Regions from separate parts of the Dromaius novaehollandiae genome. Here region 1 is linked to region 2. A link is a contact called in public Hi-C data. All regions are on one chromosome and are shown on one strand. The core of a region is the stretch at or near the end of the contact, and the rest is flanking DNA. Distances in the headings are between cores, read along the strand shown. Region 1 holds the start of TARBP1 (TAR (HIV-1) RNA binding protein 1). Region 2 holds the start of B3GALNT2 (beta-1,3-N-acetylgalactosaminyltransferase 2).

Region 1 (7,078 bases), core at 3,589-6,088, 510 kb before region 2:
GCACAAGGAACAAAAGAGAAGTGGGAGCAGGAGAATGAACAAGCAAAACATTTTTTTCACTAGGTATATTTCACAGAGCATTGTGAAAGGCACAGGCAAATAAGAAATGATTACAGAAAATGGATGGAGGAACTGATGGCACTCAACATAAGAAAAAAGATACTTAAACATGAAATAGGAGAAAGACTACAGGCCAACACTGTTAGGAGGATTCTAGAATTTTTTATACTTTTTATACATGTGTACATGTGTCTGTGCGTGCGCAGGTGTGTAATGTATGTATTTATTTATTTTAAGGTTGACTGGATTTCAAGTCAGCTATCAAGAAGCTGACTTAATTTATAGAAAGCAGAAACATTAGCTTTTGAGGACAATGTTCCTTCTATGAAGGAGAGAAGGAAGAAATAATAGTGTAACACAGACCACTCCTTACTAAGGCATAGGCTGGCTGGGGAGTCAGCCTACAGGCAATGCTAATAAAAGCTAGCTTAAACCTACAGCATCTCATTCCATATACAAAATCCATATGTAATATATGTAATATACTGATTATACTACAGAGATACTCAAACCCCCTCACAAGTAGATTTAAAAATGGATCTTCAGACTACCTCCTTGAGTAGGAGACACTGTGCACAGACTTAAGGTCTGTTCAACAAGTTTAGCCAAGACTCTGCTCAATAAAGACAATCAGCAGTTCTGGAGAGGTTCAGGGGCCCCAGATATCTGAAGCATCAATATTCCCTGTCCCTACCTCCACCTCATGGTTTTCATTTCTGTTAAGAAATTTCAATAAACTGGGTGCTAGCTTCAACTGGAGAGCATTAGCTTGAAACATGGGGGATAAACGACTGCACTTTAACACGCATTCTTACTAGGGTGGCAATTTTTCAAGTAATTTTATATTTGACACCACTTACAAATATTGCTATCGCTTGTACAGCTAAATATAAGGGCATTTTTTATAGAATTTGTCTAATTTCAACACTACTGAGGTAATAATGTAATAGATACTACAAGTTAAAACATCTGTTTGTTCTGGCAAGTAACAGGGAAAGCACCCTTACCTCCAAAAACTCCAGTGAATTTGGAAGATGCTTTGTTTCATAAAGCTCCAGAAAATGAAGAATGCCTTCCTTTGTCAATGTTTTATTCTCGCTCTCAAACATTCTTTTATAGATGCACATGTGCCAAGATGGGTGAAACAACCAACAACCTGTTACACAAGCAAATTCTTCTAAACCGATATAGAAACAACAGTGACACATCAGCACGCTCGTTTATGCAACAGTACACTTTAAGGAAATGCATCAAACTAACACACAAGTTACTAACATCCTAGTGAACATGACGGCGCACAACACATTTCAGAACAATGACTATAGTTATTTGATTTATAAAAATAGCCGAATAGATCTCCAATACCACAAATATTTATCTACATGGCTTTTAAAACTTACTCTCTGATTTTAGTAGTTACAACTTAAAACTACTAACAAATACGAAAAACGTGTCCTCTTCTGCAACTGTTGTCCCAGTAACGTATTCACCTGCAGCACTCAGTTAATCATCTTTCCACTTTACAAATCTGAGAGTTTTAACTTCTAACAACTTGTATTACCTAATTAGATGCACTCCATTTTGCTCTAAAAAAGACTGTATTACATCCTTCACTGTGCTGTCTCAGCATTCATTGTATTCCTCTCTCTCCCCTACTTCTGAGTTTTGGGTTTTTTGGGTTTTTTTTTTTTTCTCCTTTCTCTTTTCTTTCACAGAGTTGTCCAGGTAACTTGGCTCAGAAGACCTAGCCCAGGAATCTCTAGTTTCATTTGTTTTCACATTAGCTCAAGTAAAGACAAAAAAACAGTGGAAAAAGACCCATTTAGCTGGTCTTAGTTGACAGAAAAATACTTCATAACAATGCAGTAAGTAATTCTGTCATATGTTAAGATTTCTTGTTGTGCGTTTTTTGTTATATTGCATCTCTGACCAGAATGGTCCTGCCTGTGCATGTTTGCCAAGCTACCTATGCACAGAGCAGACTCTCAAATGATGGCATGGCTACCCAGAAAACAGCTGATGTGAAAAACAAAACATAAAGTGCTGCTACTAAAACTACGAAGAAAATAAAAAGCCAGGCTTCATAGTCTAATATTCAGAAAATGTCTGAGAAGAGTTATATCTTACCTTTTTTCCCTGATATAGCATGCTCATACAAGCTGTTTAACTTTGGTAATACTGGCTTTATGACATGGATCTGCAATACAAATCAGATATTACATAAGTGGTTTACATCTCAAACCTAAAATCCAGCATTTAGTCACAGGCTAGAATTTACTATGAAGAGCTTTAATATATTAACCGGTTATGTAACTGCATTTAAATAAATAAGTATACTCTAATCAATGCCTGTGCAACTGATCCTAGGATATGGTAAGTAACACTTGTGTGTTAAGATCTTAGTTTAGCACTGAAGAAAAAAACCACACTTTTATGCTACTGTGTCATGGGAACACAACTTCCTAACAACTAATGATTTTATTCATAGAAAATGCAACACGAGGCTTTCAAATAAAAGAGCACAAAACTCTAAAATTAAACATTTTGGTAAATGCTATTTCTCTTAGTTACAGGACAATTACACACAAATAAAATAAAATAAATTGAAAATGGAAGTCACAACTGATAATTATTACCATAATACTATGCAGTTATACAGGCCTGAAGTCAACAGGAAATTTTCTGCCAAGAACACAGGACTAAGTCAAGCAACGCTAAGTCAAGCAATGTCATTTTCACCCAAGACCCCACAATGCTTTACTTTAAGGATGTAGTGCCCTCTACCGAAAAGAAGTTACTGAGTGCAACAGCCTGATTTTCCCCAACGACCCTAAGATGTAAGGTACCCATGGTCTTACAACAAGCTGCAATCCAGGTTTTCCTTTCTTAACTCAACCTACTGCTTTAAAGAGAATTGTTTAAGATAGATGAGAGTTCTAAATTTATTCCAGATTTTTCAAATTTATTCCACATTCCATGTTCACAACTTAATTTAAAATCAAAAAATAGGCTTCTTAATGTATATTTAAACACCCTCAATTGTTACAAATAGATAGATTTTATCTAAATAAATATTTATAATGTATGTACCAAAAATAACAAATCACATAAACTGTAAGCAGAGGTTTTAAGGTGCCCTTACCTGGTTTCCTTCCAAAGTTTCCATTATCAAAATGTAAGTTTCCCAAAATTGTAGAAGTTTTTCATTCTTCTCAACAGACCACCAAAACAGACTTGAATCTAATTAAAAAATTTTAAAAAGGAAAAGAAAAAGGTTATTTAAACAGCGCTACAGGAATTGTATTTAAGCAAAAGATTAAATGCAAAGATGGACTGTCTAAGATGGAGAGTGAGCCTTGTTTTTTCCCCTGCCTCATTGCCAAGGAAATAAAAAACTTGGCCTTAGCAAGTCCATCATAAAAAACTCTACATGGAAATGTATGGCCACAAAACTTTCCTTTCATAATTTCCATGTAGCACTTAGTTGCCCTTGCCTTTTCCGAGTCAACCCATTTGATTAAAAAGCAAAACACGACAATACTCCTCAGGATTTACGGCATTCCCTGCTCAGCTCCCCTCTTACCCACTGCCTCAAAACAGGGGGGCTGAAACCCGCCAGGTGCAAACTCCGTGCTCAGCACTGGCAAGAACCAACACCAACTTTTATTACTTTAAGCATCGGAGTAGGATGGCATCTCTCACTGTTCTGTGCCTTAAAACGACGACTCAGGCATCAAAACAGTGAAACTAAACTCTCCCCAAAGATTAATAAAACCTCAGAAGACTCATGCAAAACAATATCTTCATTTTACAGAAGAGTACAAGACGCCATCTCTAACCGCTTCACCCCACCACCCAGGTTCAAGCCACAGCCAGCCGCAGAGGCGCGCGCAGGCCCTCCCTGCCGGCCGCCCGCCCCCAGCCCCCCCGTACCGTCTCCGCCGTCCGGGGGGCAGCGCAGCTCGGTGCGCTGGCTGGCCGCCGCGTCCACGGCACGCTGCAGCAGGTAGCGGCCCCTCTTGCGGCACAGCCCGTCGCGCTCCGTCAGCCCCTCCTGCACCACTCGCCAGAAGCGCGGGCAGAGCCGCGCGTCCAGCGCCGCCGCCCCGAAGAGCGCCTCGCCCAGGCCGCTCAGCGCCAGCAGCGCCCGCGCCGCCCGCGGGGGGCCGCCGCAACCGCCACCGCCCACCAGCCCCTCCCACACCCGCCGCAGCGCCGCGCCGTTGCCGCCCAGCGCCGGCAGCAGCCGCGCCGCCACCAGCGCCGCCGCCTCGCCCTCGCCCTCCTCCCGCAACAGCGCCAGCGCCGCCGCCACGCACTGCTCCACCAGCGCCGGCTCCTCCAGCCGCGGCGCCGCCGCCACCAGCGCCTCCACCGCCGCCTCGGCGCCCGGCCCGCCACCCACCGCCAGCTCGGCCAGAGCGTCGCGGGCCAGGCGCGCCGCCAGCGGCGCCCCGCAGAGCTGCACGCAGTGCCGCAGCGCCCCCCGCGCCGCCCGCGCCAGCCGCAGCCGCTCCGCGCCGCCCGCCGCCTCCCCGCCGCGCAGCAGCGGCCGGCACCGCTCCAGCGCCACCTCCCAGGCGGCCCGCCGCAGCGCCTCCGCCTCGCCCGCGCCCGGCGGGCCGCCCGCCGCCAGGCGCTGCAGGAGGAGGCGCAGCGCCTCGGCGCGCTCCGCCGAGAGCGGCGCGCACATGGCGCGCAACAGAGCGCAGGGGTCCCCGCACCGCGCGAGCAGCGCGTCGGCCAGCACCACCTCCATCCTGCCGGCCGCCGGCGCGGGGGGGGGGCGTCTGCGCAGGCGCGGAGGGGGCGGGACGCAGGCGCCGCCCTGGCTCGCCATGCCTGCGCGGCCAGCGGGTGGCGCGCGCCGGTGGCGGCCTTTGGGATTTGGCTCCCGCCTGGCGCCCGCGCTCCCGGCGGGCTTTGCGCCGCTGAGGGGTCGCGGTGAGGGGAGTCGGGCGGCGGGCGTCGCCACTCCCGGCCCGGTCAGGCAAAAGGGAGGGTGCGCAGCGAGCTGAGGGGCAGGCAGTTCCCACGGGCTGGTTATGGGGAAAAGCTGCATGAGTTTTGTGGCCATCACGCAAGCTTCGGAAGGGCCATGAGCTCTGGCTTCTGGGGTCATGGGATTATGTGATGTTACAAATTTATACCACGTACACTTGCACAGATATAGATACAAATATAGATATAGATACAGATATATAAACATGCACATAGGAAAGCTTCCAGTCATCTTGGTTGCTAAGCAAAGGTTGACGCTATGTGCCCTCAGACACTGAGCACAGGAGGGCCTGATAGAAGCACCCCGGATGTGTAGTTATCAGTATTGTGTTTGAGGGGGCGGAAGTTCCTACATGTGTGACCGCAGAAATCCTGTTTACATTTGGTGCACAGTACAACACAAGATCAAGCAGCAGCTGATACACAAAGTGATCTGTTCTGTCATGCTTGTTTTTGTCATTTATGCCAATATAAATAGGCATTTTCTAGCTGGTCAGAATTGTCTGCACTGTCATTGCAGAATACCAAAGATCTTCCTGCACACCCTGCGTCTGCCTCAAACAGCAGTGGGACGCATTTCTGGGCACTGGATCTGTGCTAGTCCCCGCATTCCCCTGCATGCAGACAGGTTGTGTCCGAGCCAGAGAACACTCCAAGGCAGTTTAATTTACTAGTTATAGCCACTAGTATAGCCAAAAGGTAACTAAGCGGAACAAGCTGGTTTCCAGTAAGCGTCACTGATTCACCATACAGGTTGTACAACTCCCATGAAAACATTTTAGGGATCACATATCAGAAGTGGTTGCAAGCCACTCTCCTAGAAAACACCGCCATAGAAAATGTCAAACTTGGTCCTGTCAAAGCAGTGGACCAGAAATTACCTGAGCAGTAGCACATGGTTTCCAATGGATATGGGAGTTACTTTGGCTAAACAGTATCTTCTTAGGTGTCTAATGAAAAAGAAATACTTACTGAAAGTTTTCAGGTAGAGTTACCACTTGATCTTTCCCTCCAAAGCACATGAATATATTCTCCCTCTCTTTCCTGGCTACCTACTTCCTCAAAACTTTTAGAAATTTGTTACAATGTAAATGTTTTTTCCCTGTGACCACACAATCGGACAATTCCAATGGATCATCATTCCAGCAGTTGATCATATTGGAAAAGGACTGTAGACAAAACTGCAGTATAAACTACAGACAATCAGTTATAAGTCCTGGAAATACCCACGTACAATTTTGGAAACATATCATACAGTTGCCATAAAGACACTGTTGAGCTGAGCCACAACATTAGATTATTAGACACCAGGACAAAATTATGTGTTTAAAAAGTTTAGTCTTGATGGCGTGAATCACACAAAATATCTTTCTTCTCATGAAAACTCTTACAGTCCCATACTGCCACCTGCACATTTACAGATAATTTGGCACAATTCATAAAAAGGAGGGCTTAGCTGACTCTGCAGCACAATTCTTTCCCCACTGGAGTCCATGGGATCGTGCCTGTGTAGTGTAAGGTCTCGAGGGGGACTCAGTACATAACAATACCCTTTTCTCTCCTCTCCTGCTGAGTGCAGGAGAAGTCCAGGGGAGATTTCTGAAAAGCAGTCATACAGAAGATTTCCCAGCACATCCCTATCCCATCATAAAATGGGCCCACAGTGAAATGCACAGGTGTGCTCCTTACAATAAATCTTACCTGGTAATTAAATATACTCATACCCTCTTCTAGATTTCCCCAGTTTTGTCATGCAACAAACTGCAGTCCGTGTGGCCCTTACATGAATCTTATTGCAGGACAGCACTTGCAATGAGGAGCATACAAAGGAAAAAGGGACTGGGTGCTATGGCAAAGGTTTGTATCAGGATCCCAGGTGCAGACATACGGGTATATTCTAAGTCTAGGTGAAGCTGGACAAGATCAGCAGAAGTGGAAGGACTAGAAAGGTGCTGTAGAGAGAAACTTCTGCCTATCTGTCAGGAGCAAGGAAAAGAGAGTTACAAAAGATGAGAAA
Region 2 (7,178 bases), core at 650-3,149:
TGCACAAACAGGATGCATTTTTACTTTTTTTTAATCCAGAAAGAGACAGTGTGTTAAAAAAATACATATATTCTTGTCCTAACACTACTGAATGCAATATAATTCCACAATAATAAGCACAAAGTCCAATAACAACTGCTTGTAACACTGAAATCGCAAACAGGAATGTTTCTCCCCTCCATCCCGCAGTGGATTTTCTTCTGGATTTTCTTTAGAAAATGAATGTTAGGAGAAAAAAGGCTCTGTAGAGAAGGTCATCATGAGATTCCACATTGCTACTTCAAATTGCAAATCAATGCACTGAATTAACAAGAACGGCACCATGAAAGATGAAGAACAAAACAACCCAGACAATTTGAACGCATTTCAGGCTAATAATAGTAACTTGTGTTCTCTTATCACTCAAGTGCCACTACCACTCATCTGTTATGCAATTACCAGAATACAGTGACATCTGCACAACTCTGTGGCTTTCAGACTACTCAAATTCACTGACCTTGCTCCTTTCACACCTGCATTATTAATTATCATTGGCAATCAGCAAACAGACTCCAGTTTCCTCACAGTTGCGTATGTTCTGCAGAGGTAACAGGAACTGGTAATAAAGTGTGTTTTTGCTAATGAACAGACTGCTGGGTCTCTAGACAAAGTTCAAAGCAGGTCTCCAGTTAAAAAAAAAAAATTCCTGCTTATTTTTAGACACTCTGTAAAAAGAACATTTCTTAATGTCCTCAAACAGTATCTACAGTTGGTTGGTTTCTCTTCCAATGGATGCCTGTTTTCTACCACTTAAGCTGATTTGGGGCCTAAAAAACACAACTCATTTTATGAGGAGTGCAACATATGTCTTTAGGGATTTTTAATACATAGCAAAGTGCAAAAAGCTATTCATAGGATAGGGTATGATCCCACACAAATAAAAGTCAGCGAAATTTTTTTCCCACCGCACATCTCAGTAGGAGCAAGACTGCACTCCTGGTGCAGAGGCGCTTGTGATGGAGGCAGCTGCTGCCGCCCAAGGAAGTTCCAACGTACTCTCTGCCATCCCTTGGCGGAATTACAGCACCTCCAGTTTAAAAACAGCAGCTCAGCCTTGTTCTCCTGCTCTCTATAATGTTTGTTGTTGTTGTTGTTGTTGTTGTTGTTGTTTTTTCTCCCCGATAAACCCAGACAGGCCCCTCACGCCCTGTCCCTCTGCAGACCACCTCCCACCACCCAGACCCGCACAGCGGCGGCGGCGCCGCCGGCCGGCAAGCGCCCCCCAGAGCCAGGAACGGCCGCAGGGGCCGCCCGCCCCTCCCCCCGCCCAGGGACCGCGCGAGCCGTTTAACGGCCACGGCCCCCCTTCGCCCCGCGCAGCGGCGCGCGCCCGCGGCGCTCCCGCCAACAGCCGCCGCCCGCTTCGCCTCGCCCCTTCCCCACGGCAAAAACACCCCGCGCGCACCGAGACCCGCGAACTGACCGAGGCCGAACAGCCCGATCCGTTTCCGCTTCCCCCCGCCCCGCCGGCCCCACGACCACCATCCCCTCCTCGCCAGGCTCCCGGAGGGAGGAAGCCCGCCCGCCGCCCCCGCAGCCGTGCGCGCCGAGGGTGCCGGTGCCCCGCGCAGCCCCCGCCGCCCGCCTCTTTCCTACCTGCCGGGTGCCTCCCGGGGCCGCCGGGGCAGCTGAGCAGCAGCCAGAGGTGCAGCGCGACCCCGACCGCACAGGGGCACAGCAGCACCAGCCAATTTCGCATTGGCCGCAGCCAGCCCCGTCCCCTCCACGCCGGCCTCCCCCAGCCGCGCCGCGGCTACGGGCCGACTCGGCCGCCCGCAGCTCCTCCCCGCGCCGCTCGGCCGGCCCGGCCCGGGCTCCGCTGCCCCGCGGCCGCCGGGAACTGCAGTCCCGCCCCGGCCCCGGCGGGCGGCGGCAGCGCGGGCGGCGGCGGCGGCCGCCTACAACCCCCACAATGCCGCGGGGCGGCGCGGGCTGCCCCGGGAGGGGGAGCCGGGCCGGGCCGGGCCGGGCCGGGGAGGGGGGCGGAGAGCTGCGGCCCCGGGAGGGGGAGCCGGGCCGGGCCGGGCCGGGGAGGGGGGCGGAGAGCCGCCGCCCCGGCTCCCGGGAGGGCGCGGGCGCCTCGGTGCCCGCCGCGCCCGGCCCCCCCTTTCCTCTCTCCGCGGTGCCGGTAGCTGACCGTGAGGCAGCGACGCACCTAGGAAACGCGTGGCAGGAGTTAGCTGCGTCGGGGTCACTTAGCAGATCAGAAGCTGCCTGTGTGTGTGCTGGCGTCCCGGGGCAGCGTGGCACCGCCGTGTCCATCCGCTGGTGCCTCCTGTAACCTCGGTACCTGCTGCTCAACCGCCTCCAAACCCGCTCCGAGGCGGTGGCCCGCGGGCTCCAAAGGGCCTCTGCCCTGCTCGGCACTGGCAGCCCCAGGCGGCAGGCCCGAGGCCGGGCCAGTGTCGGGGAGCCCGGGGAGCAGGAGAGGCTGGAGCACACAGGGAAAGGATGTGGCTGCGGAGGACACCTGACTTCCCTAGTTCTGCTGCTCCAAGAACAGTTTTTGTTCATGCCCCATGCCAAAAGGTTAATCGGGGATGTCTCTGAGTGCATCTCAAATGGTATAAATACATTACTGTTTCAGTTCTTTCCTTCTCAGTGGAAAAGTTGCTTGTCCTGTTACTTTTCGGACTCCCTTTTAATCAGAAATCTGAAATGCGCACATTTAAATCCATTTCCTGATTAGGTGTCCTCACAATCCCTTATAAGATGCATGGACACGCCAAGCATGTATCAAATCAAATCTTTGACTCCAGAACAGCGACACCTTACATGTCTACAATACTGCTATAAAATGGAAGCGCCAACACTTGTTTTTTCTGTGGTAGCAGCTCCCTCTGCTGCTATTGATATTTTACAACACCCCTGAAAACTAGGCATTGTTTTACCCCTTCCACAGAGAGGGGAACTGAGACACGGAGGCTGCGTCTGGAGCAGTAAACTGAACAGAGCCAGGGCACCAATGCAAGCACAGCCGTCCATAGTGTTTAACTGCTGGTACGCCACCGATATCCCTGACGCAGTTTTGGCCCTGGCCTACCAGCACTTACACACACCATCCCAAGGGATAGCATGGGCTGGGGACTGTCCCCAGGAGGCCATACAACCACCCTGTTCTGGGGGGGGTAGAGTTCAGGTGTAGAGATGCAAGCTATGCCGTACCATCCCAAGGGCCAGAGAAGAGGCTCTGCTGCTATTTAGCTGAGTAAATGATCAGAGATGTCAAGTGATTCGTCAGTGGTCACTCACAACTCTGTGAAACAGCCAGAAGGTGAATATGGATGTTTCATTCTCAGCTCCGTGCCTCTGCTTAGTGCCATGGAAAGCAGGAAGGGCTTTGAACTGTATGGAAGGCGTCCTTGAAGACCACATCTCAAAACAGATGTAGCCCTGATAGAGAAACTCTATCCTGGCTGCCATAATGGGCTAAAGCAGAGACAGAGTGCTAAAGGATGGCCATTTTAGTCAGAGTATGTTGTACTCTGGTCATCCCCTGGTAGCAGGTGGTCCTCCCAACCTGTTACCATTGATTGTAAGGCCAAGTAGCCTTGAGGTCCTGCAGACTGGTCACACCTCAGAATAGAACTTCTTTTGATTATAATGGATTATATTATATATTATTATTATTAGAGATTATATTATATTTTATATTTTATTATTTTGATTATAGACATACATAAGAGACAACCTAAGAGACAGAGCAGTAGCTTTTTTTCTCTGACTTTCATTCTTGTGCTCATAGTAGCTCCGAAGGACTAGGGAAAAAAAACCTTCCCTAGTTAATCTTTATTTGTGCGACATTACAATTATCTGCAGACTGACCCTCTTAAAAAGTCATTGTGTAATAAAAAAATAACTTCCCAGAACAATCCTTTATTAATCCAATAAAACTAAGAGTGCTTCACTTTGGCAAAGAACTACAACAATATTATAGCACTCAGAAACATAAGAAGTGTTTCTGAGCACAATATGTTATTCCAAAAAGTGGAATATGTTATTTGACTAAAATTACAGGAGGACTTTAGAAAATCAAAGTGTCATGACTGCAGCATGGCCAAGAAATGACAGTAACATTCTTGCTCTTGAGAAAGTATGTTATGAGATGTGAATAATCCAAGCTCAATTTTGCATCTGGCCTACAGCCACCACTTTCAGTAGCTGGGAGGCTCTAGACTGACCAGGCGGGCAGGGGACCATCCACAAAACTGCTCACTGCAGTGCAGTGCTATGAGTTTAAATGAGGTTAGATAAGATTAGCGTAAGATTGTAGGCGCTTTGAGAAGTTACTTGTCTCTGATCTTTTTGAACACAGATAGCAGAGAAATATTTCCTTGGCCTTCTGTGCGGTGAATCTGTCTGAAAAAGTGATGTGCATAAATAATCAGGTGCTTTTGAGGAGTTAATGTATAATCTAGAAGTTAATATGAGGTGTAAATGATGGCTTGCTGATGCTTTTCTATCAGAAACACCTAATTTAGTAATAGAACTGGATACATATAAAGTATAATTGAATGAAAGGATTGAGTTTTTAGGAAAAGAATAAATTGGGTTTTGAAAATCCTCAAGCTGTGAAAAGTGATTGGAAAATGTTTGAAGTCCTTTTGCACAGTTTAGTTAAGATTATTTTTTTGTCAGTTGGGGTGAGATATTCCAAGGAAAACAAATGATTTTAACCTTTATATATTAGGTTTAAACAACAAAAGGAAAATGTGTTGGAAATATATCAACTTTATTTTGTTTGCATACACACATATTTAATACACAAGTGAGTGTATACTTGGTAGCAAGTAATAGTACTAGGGGAAAAAATGAGACAAAAATGTTAGTGTTATTAATCACCACTTCCATTTGACTTGCCTTTTTGGAGATTCAGCTGCAGAAATGAAAACTGGTCCAACTGTTAAAATTACTCTGTATTTTCCTATATTCCTTATAGTTAACAGGTTCTCTCCCTAAGCTTTATTCCAGTCCAGGTGAACTGGTGGGGATCTTACTAATAAACATGTCCAGGATAGATATATTACTGCAGATAAAACAGAGGACCCAGTTCCTTAATACCTTGCTGTCTGTCCAATCATGCACTCACCATGCTCAAGGATAAAGGACTATATAACATACAAAACAGGAGAAAATTGTTCCTAGTTTTATTCATTATACTCTAGAAACAGGGCATCCTGGACAGAAGGATGATATATATGCATTTTTATTGGTCATGCAGGAAATGATTAAAAACAGAGTTCAGTCACAAAGGATGATTTTTCTACTTTATTTGCTGTAAAACTTTCTTCAAGATTTTTAAAGCCAGAGATTTGACCTAAAACTGCCAACTTCATAGTCTGCTAATGGTGCAAGCAGCAGTACTTCTCACATTGTGTATAACATTGAAAGCGTGCACCTGTGTGTAAATCTTGAGATGATCAGACATGTAGGCACCTAGTTTTCAGAAGTGCAGATTTCCATTAACGAAGCACTTTCACATTCTTGAGGGCTGTGGAGTGACTAGTATTTTGGGGAAGCAAGTTAATATCTGAGTATGTAAACATGGATTCAAGATTTTAGGCACACTTTTTGAAAAGTCTTGGCCAATGTATTCATTTAACAATGAAACTTTTCCGGAGATTTTAGAATCATTAAAATATCTACTATGAAAAGACAAACCTGCCCTGACTGGGTGGCTGGGATTCTTTTAGGACGCTTAGCAACAGACAAGAAGAAGCAGCACAGTAAAGCTGCATGGATTTTAACGGATCTTATCCCCAAGGAGTTGTATGTTTTATTATTGATGTGTGTGCTCCATTTGAAAGCAAAGGAAGGAGCGGTGAGAGATTCCATTTTGGTATTTGAGGCTAAGCTTTTTCCACACCTTCCGGTAATGCTGATATCTCACATTTCACAATGTCATTGTGCCTTCAGTTATTTAAAGAAAATACATTCAAAGAGGTTACAAGTCAGGGTAAAAGTGGTTTTAGTTTAGTTTAAAGGGTTGCAAGTTTGCATCCTAGGCGTGTGGGAAATGTTACTCTTAGTTTTTCCCAGGGTTCATTACCTGAACAGATTCACTCTATGCATTTAGGAAGTTAGGGAATTATCAGTCCTTTTCTTTCCTTCCTTAGGATTGTTAGGAGAAATGGATTTTGCTTATTTTCCCAAATGGAAGAGATGTCTCCCTGCCTCTCCTTTCAGCCTTCCCTCTGACGATGATGAACTACAGATACAGACAGGTTCCTAGAGTGCTCAGCTGGGGCTATTAATGCAATCGATATCTGTGGGGTCTCCTGAGGACAGACTGAGGTGCTTCTCTGAAAACTGGTCTCTGGAAAACTGGCTGTCTTTCTGAAGGGTCTGCCAGCTCATATAATTGGTAGCGGCAAATAAAAGTCAGCGGTATGTGACCAGCCAAATCTCTAAAGACCATGATGGGCAGGTATGAAGAGAGATGCTATTAGAAAGCTTTAGACAGCAGACACTGTGGCATGAGGTCTGTACTCATTTGTACACTGAATGGAGGTAAGAATCTAACAAGATTTTGCCTGTGGTTATTTTCCTTAATGGTGTCTTAAGGGCCTAGAAACGTAAAAAAAAAAACCCAGATACATTATGACTACCAGTTCTGCTCTATGTGCCCCTTTACTATGAGTTTCAAGGAACTAAAAAGGTCAAAAAGTCAGCATTTCCTTTATAGAACGTACATTGATATGACTCTTTCCATAGTGGTGGTTAAAATGCTTCAGGACTTGGTTGCATGAGAACTGAATCTTGCAATCCCTTTGTACCAGTTGATAAGAAAATAGCCTGTAGCTAGGAGCTGTAAGAACATTAAGAAAAAATGCACTTGTTTTGTGTAAAATTACTTGTCTGATTTTGCTGACCTTTTTCTTTTGGAATTTCAATTATTCTCATGTCTGTTTGGAATAAGGGCTTGAAATTTTGCTGGAGTATGTCTTTTGCAACAGGGTTATAACTCACTCTTCTTCTTTCCTGATATTTACTATTCAGCATTTTAAACAGTTTTGGCACATTGCTCTGAGAAGTGCCAGTTTAGACTGACTTCTCTGAGGTCCAAGAATATTCTGACCAGGGTTTTCCTTTCACTGGCATTGCGAGAGCTTAGCTACCAAAACAGTTCTCTCATCTTC

Evidence for each region. A called contact is a pair of places that touch in the nucleus more often than the background predicts.
Region 1: a contact with region 2 is called in a Hi-C map of liver, with 9 times the contacts expected there. The contact joins the promoter of TARBP1 here to the promoter of B3GALNT2 in region 2. A contact is called at or near these places in 2 of 4 Hi-C or Micro-C datasets (brain and liver).

The regions. Positions count from the first base shown.
Region 1 is chr3:79,700,257-79,707,334 of bDroNov1.hap1, reverse strand. TARBP1 (TAR (HIV-1) RNA binding protein 1) reads right to left here and starts at 4,838. Exons shown (of 30, transcript XM_064509242.1): 1 at 3,994-4,838; 2 at 3,203-3,300; 3 at 2,188-2,257; 4 at 1,068-1,216. The coding sequence starts at 4,819.
Region 2 is chr3:79,190,732-79,197,909 of bDroNov1.hap1, reverse strand. It overlaps B3GALNT2 (beta-1,3-N-acetylgalactosaminyltransferase 2), which reads right to left and starts at 1,899. Exons shown (of 11, transcript XM_026109892.2): 1 at 1,636-1,899. The coding sequence starts at 1,738.